Linked DNA regions of Nomascus leucogenys: region 1 is linked to region 2. The links are chromatin contacts, called in public Hi-C maps. All regions are on one chromosome and are shown on one strand. The core of a region is the stretch at or near the end of the contact, and the rest is flanking DNA. Distances in the headings are between cores, read along the strand shown. Region 1 holds the start of LRRC20 (leucine-rich repeat-containing protein 20). Region 2 holds the start of PPA1 (inorganic pyrophosphatase).

Region 1 (5,926 bases), core at 269-2,768, 150 kb after region 2:
TTAGCAAAGTTAACAGTGTTGAGAGCAGTCCCATTTGTAAAATGGAAATACCACCTTCCTCACTGGATTATTGTGGGAAGTAACTGATATGTAACTTTTGGGAAAGGACTTTGCAAACCATTACATGTTTCCCACACCAAGGCATTACCAGTAGGTAATTAAACAGGTGTAGAGAGGAAGTTTGGATGTAATAAATTCAATGCCAGACAAAAACGTTGTCCTGCTTTGGGGGAGCTGGCAATACAGCCCTCCTGTCCCTATAACCTGGTTTCACCTGGACTCAGGCTGGCTGGGGGAGGAGTGATTTTTGCTTAAACCCTGACGTGGCCTCCTGACTCCAGCCCTTACCATCAATAACTCTACCTTATCTGCAGTCCGGAGACCTCTGCAAAGGAGCCGCTGCGACAGCCCGTCCCCACCATCTGCTCCTATATTTAGTTACTGGTGTTGTCAGTTGGGAACGTTAGAGCCTGGCAGCAGCTCGGATGGGCAACCGGAGCCTCCGGAGCCATGTGTGCGAGCTGGCCCTTCCGCTGGCTCCAGCCCGGGCTCTGGACCATGCCAAGCCGGGGAGCGGGTGGGGAGGTGAGGAGCGACCGAAACAGTCCCAAACCCCCCTTCAGATCAGAACGAAGTTGACCCACTTTCCCACCCCAGGGAAAGAAGCCCGCTGGGACGAGAGCAGGACCTGCTGGCGCCTTGTTTTTGTGGCATGGGGTTCGGGAAGCTCAGCGCGTGCTCCCTCGCTAACATCTAGGCATCCTCGGACTGAGCCTCCAGCACTACGCGCGGTAGCCAGGCAAGGGTCCCCCCGCCCCGCGTGCCAGGACCCGCCTCACCCCCGGTGCCTGCAGCCAATGGCACCTCGTCCGCTGGCCCGGCAGGCGGGGACTGGGAGAATAAAGCTGGCAGAGGGAAGAATGGTAGTGATCGCAGAGGGCCCGGGGCTCCCACGCTGCCCGGAGGCCGAGAGGCACGCTCTAGAGCAGGCGTCTGCAGCTCCCCAGAGCGGAAGCAAACCCCGAAAGTGTCGCTTCGGGGACGAAATACACAGCAGCCTCTCCAAGCAAGGGCGCCTCCCGCGAGGAATGGAGGCCCGCCCGGGAGCGCTTCTCCGAGCTCCCCATTCCCTGGCACCTCTGCACCCACTCCCCTGAACCATCGGGATCCAAGTGCAGTTAGCAAGCAAGAGCCCGCGCATGCCGGGCCCCTTGGCACCGCCAGAGCCGCCGCTGGTGCACCGCTGCTCTTTTCCACCGGGTGACCTGGGGGAGGGGAGGGGAGGGGACGCTGCAAAAATCGGGACACTTCTCGCCCTCTCTCCCCCAGCCCCTGCAACGCTTGACCTCGGACTACGTTTACTTTGCGGGGCAAGAAGCGTGTGGTCCCGCTCCGGGCCGCTTTTGGCTCCACTTACGGCGACAATGCCTCCTAGCGCCCTGCGCAGCGCAGTCACGCTCCCTCCGCCTCCGGCGGCGCCCCAGGCGAGTTCCGAGCTGGCGGGGCGGGGCGCGCGGGGCTGCGGGATCTGCGCGCGCGGCCACTCCGCCAATCCCCGCGCCAGGACCGGCGCCGCGGCGGGAGCAGGCTGGGCCTGGGCTGCGCGCAGCCAATCAGCGCGGGAGCGGCGCGCGCGGGGGTGGCGCGCGGAAGGGCAGCCCGCGCGCTCCCGCCCGCAGGGAGTAACCGCTTTGTGTGCTGCTTCTAGAGGGAGAACGCCTGAGAGGGCGGAGATACAGAGTGGTACGTGCAGTACATCCCAGGGTCTATAGGACCGGGGCTCCAGATTGGGTTTTCTCGAGGGAATGATGTTGAATTAGCCAGATCAGGGATACTTCGAAACACGTGAACATGGAGCATAGGGAACTTTTCCTATGATGACTTCGGGTGCCCATTGAGGTTTTTAGTATATGCAAGGCCCTGTGTCTCGGCTCTGCGTCTCCAATCCTAATGTTCTCATCTATAAAATATGACTTGAGGGCGGGGCGCGGTGGCTCACGCCTGTAATCCCAGCACTTTGGGAGGCTGAGGTAGACGGATCACCTGAGGTCGGGAGTTCGAGACCAGCCTGGCCCACATGGCAAAACCCCCGTCTCTACTAAAAATACAAAAATTAGCCGGGCGTGGTGGCGGGCGCCTGTAGCCGCAGCTACTCGGGATGCTGAGGCAGGAGAATCGCTTAAACCCGGGAGGCGGAGGTTGCAGTGAGCCGAGATCGGCACTCCAGCCTGAGTGGACAGAGTGAGACTCTGTTTCAAAGAAAAAAGAATATTTAATTCCGCCTCTAGGGGGTCTAGGCAGTCAAAGAATACACATTACCTTGGGCCTCGATGGATGTTAAAGGTTTACTTATGCCCTCTCCACCCCCAACAATATGTTAAAGTTCATCAGAATGTGATATTTGGAAGTAGGGCCATTGCAGATGTAATGAGTTAAGGTCATGCTGGAGTAGGGCGGGCCCCTAATTCACTGAGACTGGTGTCCTTGTAAGAGAAGAGACACAGAAGAGACGCACAGGGAGAACCACCGGTGGTGATGGCGGCAGGGATCAGCTGATGCATTTCCAAGGCCAGGAGTGCCAATCACTGCCAGCAGGGACCAGAAGCTAGGAACGGGCAGGGAATAATTCCTCCTTCAGAGCCTCCAAAAAGGAACTAACCCTCCAGACACCTTGATTTTGGACTTAATAGCTTCCAGAGCTGTAAGTGAATAAACTTCTGTTGCTTTACGCCACCCAGTTTATGTCCATTTGTTATAACAGCCCTAGGAAAAAACTACAATAGGTTAGTAGGAATAAAGAGTAGAGGATGATAAATATCTCCAAACTAAGTCTTTTGAAACTGAATGCTTAGTATATGTAAGGCCCTGTGTCTTGGGGTATACTGACATGAATCAGACACAGACTCTGCCCTCAAGGGGTTACCAGTCAAGTGGATACTTAAGCAGCCATGTTTTCTGACCCCTTGTGCCTTCCCAGGGAAAACTATGGAGACCTCTCTCAACCCATCAACACCACATCCCTGCCAGATATATACCAACTACCAGATATAAATAACTAATGGGTAGAGTCCCATTCTGCCCAAGCTGAGATGCTGCTTGCCACTGTGGACAAAGCAGACATAGCTACTTCTGTTTTCACTGAAAACCAGCATGACACTTCTACCCAACTTTTATACGTGGATGTCTTCTCTCCCCTGCTAGTCCATACGCAGACCTGAGACAGCCAGTACAGTGTTTCTGTACCCATGGCAAGGGCTCAGTATATACTGCTGGCTGATGGCCCCAGCCTGGGGTTTCCAACATTCATGCTTTCCCTCAGCCAGTCCCCTGTCCCAGGCAGATCATCCTGGACCCTCTAACCCCACAGAGACAAGATCCCTCCCTAGCTCAAATCCACCTCTTCTATTCCTACTGTTTTTGCTTCTCCAGAGCACTTAGTGCATTATACCCATTATTCTATCATCTCTGCACAAGTCTTTACTCCCGGGAGTCTGCCTGATTGCAAATACCAGAGTTTGACGCATGTTCAGTGCTTGTATTCATCAGTGTTTCCTGCATAATAAAACACCCCAAAACTTAGATGTGGCTTAAAACAATAACTACTTATTTAGTTCATGATTTTATGGGTCAGTATTTGAGGCTGGGCTTAGCTGGGCAGTTCTGATCTCAGCTGGACCCCCTCATGCATACGGGTTCATCGCCAGGCAGTCAGAAGGCTCTGCTTCTGAGAAGTGGCTAGCTGCCAACTGAGGCAAGTAGGTCGCATGTATCTCATCTACTAACAGGCTAGCCTAATTTGTTCACATGGAGCTGCAGGGCTTCAAGAGCAAGAGTGGAATGGTGCAAGGTCTCTCAAAGTCTAGGCTCAAAATCGGCACTAGTCCACTTCCACAGTTGTATCAACTAAACCAAATGGCAAGGCCAACCCAGGTTCAAGGGTGAAGAAATAGACTCCATCTCCTGATGGGAGGAGCAGCAAAGTCACATTGCAAAGAATATGAGTACAGGGATGAGCAGAGAGTTGGGGCTAATTTTGTAATCTGTCACAGGACTCCATAAGTATTCTTGGGTTGGGCTCCGTGGCTCACGCCTGTAATCCCAGCACTTTGGGACGCTGAGGTGGGAGGATCACTTGAGCTCACGAGTTTGAGAGCAGCCTGGCAACATGGTGAAACCCCATCTCTACAAAAAATACCAAAAGTAGCCAGGCGTGGTGGTGCGGGCCTGTAGTCCCAGCTACTCAGGAGGCTGAGGTGGGAGGATAGCTTGAGCCCTGGAGCCCAGGAGGAAGACCAGGTCTCAAAAAAAAAAAAAAAAAAGTATTCTCACAATACCTAGCAAGTATTGGGTACTCAGAAAATACTTATCAACAGTGGTAAGATTTTCAGTCACTATGTTTACTGACTCCATTCAATGCAGTCAATTGGCAAAATATTATCCCTCACTGTTAGTATCTACAAGCCTCAGGCCGTTCGTGGCCATTTTCAGTTTCAGAACAGCAAGTAAGGGAATTAGGGAGGTAGGGCTGTGCAAGGGAAGCCCCTGAGCCTCCTCAGTGAAGAAGCTCAACTGGCCCCAAACAAATAGTCTCCTCTGAAGAGATCCAGAGCATCTTTAGAGGCCTGGACCCCTTAGTGAGGTGGTCCAAGCCTGGCCACCTGAGTCAGAAGCTGCACACCCTGAACAGACTCGGATGTTTGCCAGGGCTTGGCCACAGCCTCTGGAGATGTTTGAAATCCGTGCAAATTACTTGCAGATAGGAAAACTCTTGTGCTAAGACAAAATTGTTCTGTAGTTATTCCCTGAAGGGTCTGCCCCTCACCAGGCAGGATAAATTCTCAGGGCACTTGTAAAAGGGACAGTATCCCATTGACAGAGTCAGCATCTCAACTCCTGTGACTGAAGACCCTGATAGAGTCTACTTCTCATCAAAGAACTTCTAGGCCTGCTAATTGGTTAATTTGTGCACCCGCCCCACATCCACCAGAAAAAAAAAAAAAGATATGTTGTAGTCCTAACCCCTAATACCTCAGAATGTGGCCTCATTTGGAGATAGGGTCTTTAGAGAAGGAATCAAGTTAAAATTGAGGTCATTAGGGTGGGTCCTAATCCAATATGATTGGTGTCCTTATAAGAAGTGGTTATTGGTATACAGGCAGACATGCATAGAGGGAAGATCATGTGAAGAGACACAGGGAGAGGATGGCCATCTACAAGCTAAAGAGAAAGGCTTGGAACAGATCCTTCCCTCACAGCTCTCAGAAGGACCCAACGAATACCTTGATTTCAGATTTCTAGACTCCAGAACTGTGAGACAATGAATTTCTGTTGGTAAGATACCTGGCCTGCAGCACTTTGTTGCAGTAGCTGTAATACAATATAAAGCCGTAAATCTCTCCTTTTCCATTCTATTTTCCTCATATTAGCCCTTATCTCACACTTCTTGAAAGAAAATCACCTTTGCCAGGCGCGGTAGCTCATGCCTGTAATCCCAGGACTTTGGGAGGCTGAGGCGGGTGGAACACCTGAGGTCAGGAGTTCAAGGCCAGCCTGGCCAACATAGTGAAACCCCGTCTCTACTAAAAATAGAAAAAATTAGCTGGGCGTGGTGGTGGGTGCCTGTAATCCCAGCTACTAGGGAGGCTGAGGCAAGAGAATCGCTTTAACCCAGGAGGCAGAGGTTGCAGTAAGCCAAGATTGTGCCATTGCACTCCAGCCTGGGCAACAAGGGTGAAACTCCATCTCAAAAAAAAAAAAAAAAGGCAAGAAAGTAGGGAGGGAAGGGAGGGAGGGAGGAAGGGAGGGAGAGAGAGAGAGAGACAAAGAAAAGAAAAGAAAAGAAAGCCTGGCCAATATGGTGAAACCCCGTCTCTACTAAAAATACAAAAATTAGCTGGGCGCGGTGGCGGGCACCTGTAATTCCAGC
Region 2 (5,952 bases), core at 1,041-3,540:
AGTTGCAACAAACATCTTCACAAATAATTTCTATTATATTCTAGATATATATTACTAATATATTCTAGAGACCTAACTATAGCCAAAAAGTAATTTTAAAACTTCTTCAGTATTCTTTAGGAAACCTAAGGACTGTCCACATCGCATCCCTTCAAGTTTAAAAATCAAAGTGGAGGCCGGGCACGGTGGCTCACGCCTGTAATCCCAGCACTTTGGAAGACCAAAGCAGGTGGATCACTGGAGGTAAGGAATTCAAGACCAGGCTGGTCAACATGGTGAAACCCCGTCTCTACTAAAAATACAAAAATTACTCATGCATGGTGGCAAGTGCCTGTAATCCCAGCTACTCGGGAGGGTGAGGCAGGAGAATCACTTGAACCTGGGAGGCTGAAGTTGCAGTGAGCCGAGATCATGCCACTGCACTCCAGCCTGGGCAACAGAGTGAGACTCTGTTTCAAAAAACAAACAATAAAACATAAAACTCCCTTTAGGGCCAATTGTGACTTTGCAGTCTGTCCAGCTCTTTATCAGTTTTAAAGAAATTGACAAATGTAATATTATAAAGCTTAAAAAAGTTTATTTCTATTAAGGAAGGATAAAGCACTTAAAATTTAATAGCTATATAGTGGGTTCTAATTATTAGTATTTCTTAAGTTCCAGAGAGTTCCACTTGATAAAAACAGTTACTTCAGCTAGTGCCAAATTCTAGGAGTAGCTTTGGTCTCCCATAACGGCCACCAAATATTAATTGCAAATAAATAACCTAAGTAAAAGCAGTGTGTTTGTTCTGCATATATAGCTTGAAGATCCACTCCTCACCTACAAACCAGACAGTCACCTCTGTAAGCCTTTCCTACAGAGAAATTCTGGAGCCAACACTATTTCCAGAAAAACAGTCCCATGAATTATTAGTCAAAAGTTACTGCACCGCCCTTGCTGCTTAATTGCAAAATTAAATAAAATGGGGAGTAGGGGGTAGTTCTCACCCTCACCTGATAGTTAACCTTCGGCTAGATGTGTAAGCTTTACAGTTCACTTTCCTTTTCCTCCTGCACCAGGCTACTTTTTGTTCCTTCAATGCCTATTCCCATTCGTCCCCTCTACTCCCCGCTTCTCCGTCCTTCATACACCAACTCAGAGTTCGAGGTACCTGCTCATTTCCTTCCAAATAAAACTGTAAAGAGGTTAAAATAGAAGCGCCTGTGGTGACACATTTACGAACGCCTCCGTTATCGCCCATAATCTACTCCTAGTAGCTGGGGGTGGGGGGAGTAAGAGGATAAAGAAAAACCCCAAGTAGCTTTCCTCCACCTACAAGGCCAAAAAAAGGTGGTGCCCTAAGTAAGGAGCGTGGAGGGCGCCAGCATGCAGCCTCCCGGTTTCCCCGTGCAGCCCTAGGTGCAGGACCCGGGGTAGGTACCCCCTAGACGCCGAATCCTGCAAAGGTAAAAACTTGGCACTTTCTCAGTCATGTTTCCAGATTGACGTCATCTGTCTGATTTGAGGGAAACAGCTTTCTGTTTCATAAGGTTTCCCAGCATCGGCGCTGAGGGGAAACAGGCGGCGGAGAGGCAGGATCGCTACCGGGACCCCGGAGGACCGGTCCAGCGCCTTCACAGACGGCTCCCGATCCGGGCAAAACGAGGGGGTGGACTTGGCTCTGCTCAGCGCGGATAATCTGAGCTACGGCGGCGGAATTAAGGTCTTTAGGAAGTCACTGCCCCCCTCGGAGTCGCCGTTTCTCCAAACTCAGGAATCCTCTTACGGGGATTATGTTACTTCCAAGCACCTTTCTAGGGTGGGTCGGTGATTTCCTTTTCCCATCAGACCCTGTCAGAGCCAGACACCTGCGAAACTAGCTGGGCCCAGGTTCGGGTACCCCGGGGCGTGAGAAAGGGACCATCTCCGTTGGGCGGGGAGGGATGGCCGGAGGCGACCCCCGCCGCCCCGACCGGCGGCGGCAAGTATGCAATGTGAGGCCGGCCAGGCCCCACAACGCGCCCGAGGAGACGGGCCCGCGTCGGAGACTTGGGGCCGAGCGCGAGCCGCACCCTCCCGGGGAGGCAAGGCCCGGGAATGAATGGGCGGACGGGCGCTGAGAGGGCCGCGGGCCGCAGACACTCACTGAGGAAGACTCGGTACTCCAGGGAGAAGGGCGCGGCGCGCTCCTCGGTGCTGAAGCCGCTCATGGTGCCGGAGTCCTGCCGCCGCCGCTGCTACAGAGCCACCAGCCCGCACGCGGCGCCGACTGACAAGGACAGAGCCCCGCGCCTGCGCACTGCGAGCACTGGACCGGCGGGCGGGGCGGGGAGCGCCTTTAACGCGGCTCCGCTAGTGTTCCCACCCAAGCCGGGCCAACCCCGTGCGCCGGCGCACTCCGCCAGGCCCGGGCGTCCGCACTCCCCAGCCCCGCCCCTCGGGCCCAGCCTCCGCGACTGCAGCCGGGGCTCAGAGGCTGGGCCACGTGGCTGCCGCCGGCGCTGGCTCTGTTCCTTCGGCTTTGGGCTCTGACCCGGGAGGGCAAATGCGCAGGCTCAAAGCTTGGACTAGCTAGGAGTTGACCGCCGACCACGCACACAGGGAACTCACCTTCGATTCACACACACTCCTCCCCGCAGACCTATTCCTTATCTCAAAAGGCGTTGATAAGTCACCTGCTTCCCCAGACAGGCTCTGCTTGTGGTCTTAAAGGTGAGCATTTTTCTGATCCGTCGTAACAAAGTTGAGCCATATTACTGACACCCCTAGTGGCTACCAGTAAGGTACTCGCTCCTCCAAATTTCTATAATCTCTCTGACTCCGTTGCTTATCTGGGAAGTGAAGATAATAATATAACTATTTCATGAGTTACTGGGATGATTACCCGAGTTAATACACGTCAAATGCCTGAAGCAGAGCCTGTATCTTTGTAAACACTCTGGAAGTTGTTACTGTCACCCTCCCCAGTGGGGGAGGATTTACGCCCCGCGTCCCCCCCCCCCCCCCCGCCCCATCCAACCCCTGCCGCCCTACTTAACCCACCTGGGTCTCCAGGGGCTTCAGATGGAAGCACTGGGAAGGTCCAGGCGTGAGCTAGAGTCCCGTGAAGGAGTGTTCTCAGGGACAGGCTCCTCTGATCTTCCTGTTTATATTTTCCATCATATCAGGCCAGACCCCAAAAACTAAAGTCTGATTGAGGCAGTGGGCAAATATTCGCATCACTTACCTCCCCAGGAATACATGTAAAAGAAAAAAAGTATATCCAAAATCCTAAATATAAATTAGGAAATTATTATTCACATTTCAAAGAATGCCTGGTTGTATTTATTTTTTTAATTTCATGGCCAGGATTTCTTTAAATAACTGTTTTTCTAGAGCATTAAAGATAATGTGCCTTAATGACATTTTGAATTAAACTCTTTTTTTCAAAACAATGTCTATTGTAAAAAATGAATATTAAATGAAAACCTAGTAAGATCTCCAGTTAGTTATGGTGTCCCTCCCTTTGTCTCCATCCAACTCCCAAGCCCCACTGACACCCATTAATTTTCAGAAGGCTGTGATTCACTGATTTTTTTGAACATTTCACCACACTGTTTTACTGCTGTTAGAACAGAAGCGCAGGAAAAAAAATTAGCGAAGCAATAGTTTAGTCAATAATTAGGGTCAAGGCCAGGTGCGGTGACTTACGCCTTCAATCCCAGCACTTTGGGAGGCCAAGGTGGGTGGATGACCTGAGGTCAGGAGTTCGAAACCAGCCTGGCCAACACAGTGAAACCCTGTACCTAATAAAAAGACAAAAATTAGCTGGGCGTGGTGGCACTCGCCTGTAATCCCAACTACTTGGGAGACTGAGGCAGGAGAACACTTGATCCCAAGAGGCGGAGGTTGCAGTGAGCTGAGATCACGCCAGTGCATTCCAGCCTGGGTGACAGAGCGAGACTCTGTTTCAGAAAAAAAGTAGGATCAAGTTCAAAGAATATTTTAAGGGGATGCTCTTTTGATTGATCTGGTCTATCACTTTTCTGCCTTTGAGCAGATGGAACCAATTTTCTTGGAAAAACCCAGACTCTCATCTGTGACTGACTTAAGAAGACAGCCATGATGCAATAATAATGTTCTACATACACTTTCCCTTTGCCTCTTGCCAGCTCAGAGCAAGATAATAAAGTCTCACTGACCTCCAGGACTTGCACACTGGCTCTTGTTTCACTGAATGTATTCAGAGAGCCAGTCAGTACCAGCTCTGGTAAAACACCCAGCCCTGGTGCATTGTAACTTTCCTTTGCAGGCAAGTGTAGTGAGCCCATAGACCCAAAAGGACCTTGGTCTACCATGTCTCCCTAGGGCCTAGCACAGTACACAGCCTAGAGTAGATGTTTAGTGAATCTTTGCTGGATGGATGGGTAGAGGAATTAATGTAAAGGTGGAAAATACCTCCTTAAGTACATTAGTTTTACAAAGAAGGAGTCCATCTCTTCTGAAATATTATCTTTCTCACTCAGTGACCAAATCTAGTGGCACTTTTCAGTCCATATCCTGTCCCCTTTGCTGTGGGTGACCCTGTTGGGTGTCTCTAATTTCTTTCCTTGGCTTGCAACTACATTCTCTTCTTTTTTTTTTTTCTTTTTTGAAACAGAGTCTCACTGTCACCCAGGCTGGAGTACAGTGGTGTGATTTCGGCTCACTGAAACCTCCACCTCCCAGGTTCAAGTGATTCTTGTACCTCAGCCTCCTGAGTAGCTGGGATCACAGGCATGCACCACCATGCCTGGCTAATTTTAATATTTTTAGTAGAGATGGGTTTTCGTCATGTTGACCAGGCTAGCCTCGAACTCCTGGCCTCAAATGATCCGCCCACCTCAGCCTACCAGTGTGTTGGGATTACAGGCATGAGACACGGCGCCAGGCCATGACTACATTCTCTTCTCATGTTCTTCCTACTTCTTTTTTTCTTTTTGAGATGGGGTCTCACCCTGTCACCCAGGCTGGAGTGCAGTGGTGCGATCTCAGCTCACTGCAACCTCCGCCTCCCGGGTTCAAGCAGAGTAGCTGGGATTACAGGCGCACGCCACCACGCCCGGCTAATTTTTTGTGCCTTTAGTAGAGACTGGATTTCACCATGTTGGCCAGACTGGTCTCGAAGTCCTGACCTCGTGATCCGCCTGCCTCGTCCTCCCAAAGTGCTGGGATTACAGGCGTGAGCCACCATGCCCGGCCCGTTCCTACTTCTTTGCTACTCATTTCTCATTCTCCTTCTCAGCCGTCTTAATTTCATCATCTTAATCATCATTGTCTTTCTTATTTCTCATGTTCTCTCTCTCTCTCTAGAGCGATACTCTCTGTCTAGATTATCTCATGTATATCTTTGGTGTCAACTACCACCTACAGGTCCTATAACATGAAAACTTTCAAATCTATAACTAAGTCTTATTTAACACTTACTGTGGTCATGCTCTGTGATAGGTGGGTAGGGATGTAGCCCTACTAGGCCTTATAGTCAGAACTTATAGTCTAGAGGAAAGACAGACTTCAACAAATAATTATAATAAATTTGGGTGAGTAGAATGATATAGGAAGTACAGGGCATTACATTATGGGAACAGAAAACCTCGGCTGGGCGCGGTGGCTCACGCCTGTAATCCCAGCACTTTGGGAGGCCGAGGCGGGCGGATCACGAGGTCAGGAGATCGAGACCATCCTGGCTAACACAGTGAAACCCCGTCTCTACTGAAAAATACAAAAAATTAGCCAGGCGAGGTGGTGGGCGCCTGTAGTCCCAGCTACTCGGGAGGCTGAGGCAGGAGAATGGTGTGAACCCTGGGGGGCGGAGCCTGCAGTGAGCCGAGATCACGCCACCACACTCCAGCCTGGGCGACAGGGAGACTCTGTCTCAAAAAAAAAAAAAAAAAAAAGAAAACCTCTTCAAGGACGTGACCTGTAACCTGCAATCTGAATGATGAGATGGAATTA

The links. Hi-C and Micro-C count contacts between places; a contact is called where the count stands out from the background.
Region 1: a contact with region 2 is called in a Hi-C map of a lymphoblastoid cell line, with 4 times the contacts expected there. The contact joins the promoter of LRRC20 here to the promoter of PPA1 in region 2. A contact is called at or near these places in 2 of 4 Hi-C or Micro-C datasets (a lymphoblastoid cell line and an unstated tissue).

What each region holds. Positions count from the first base shown.
Region 1 is chr18:20,435,115-20,441,040 of Asia_NLE_v1, forward strand. It overlaps LRRC20 (leucine-rich repeat-containing protein 20), which reads right to left and starts at 1,519. Exons shown (of 5, transcript XM_030798517.1): 1 at 1,418-1,519.
Region 2 is chr18:20,281,494-20,287,445 of Asia_NLE_v1, forward strand. PPA1 (inorganic pyrophosphatase) reads right to left here and starts at 2,291. Exons shown (of 11, transcript XM_003271198.4): 1 at 2,126-2,291. The coding sequence starts at 2,189.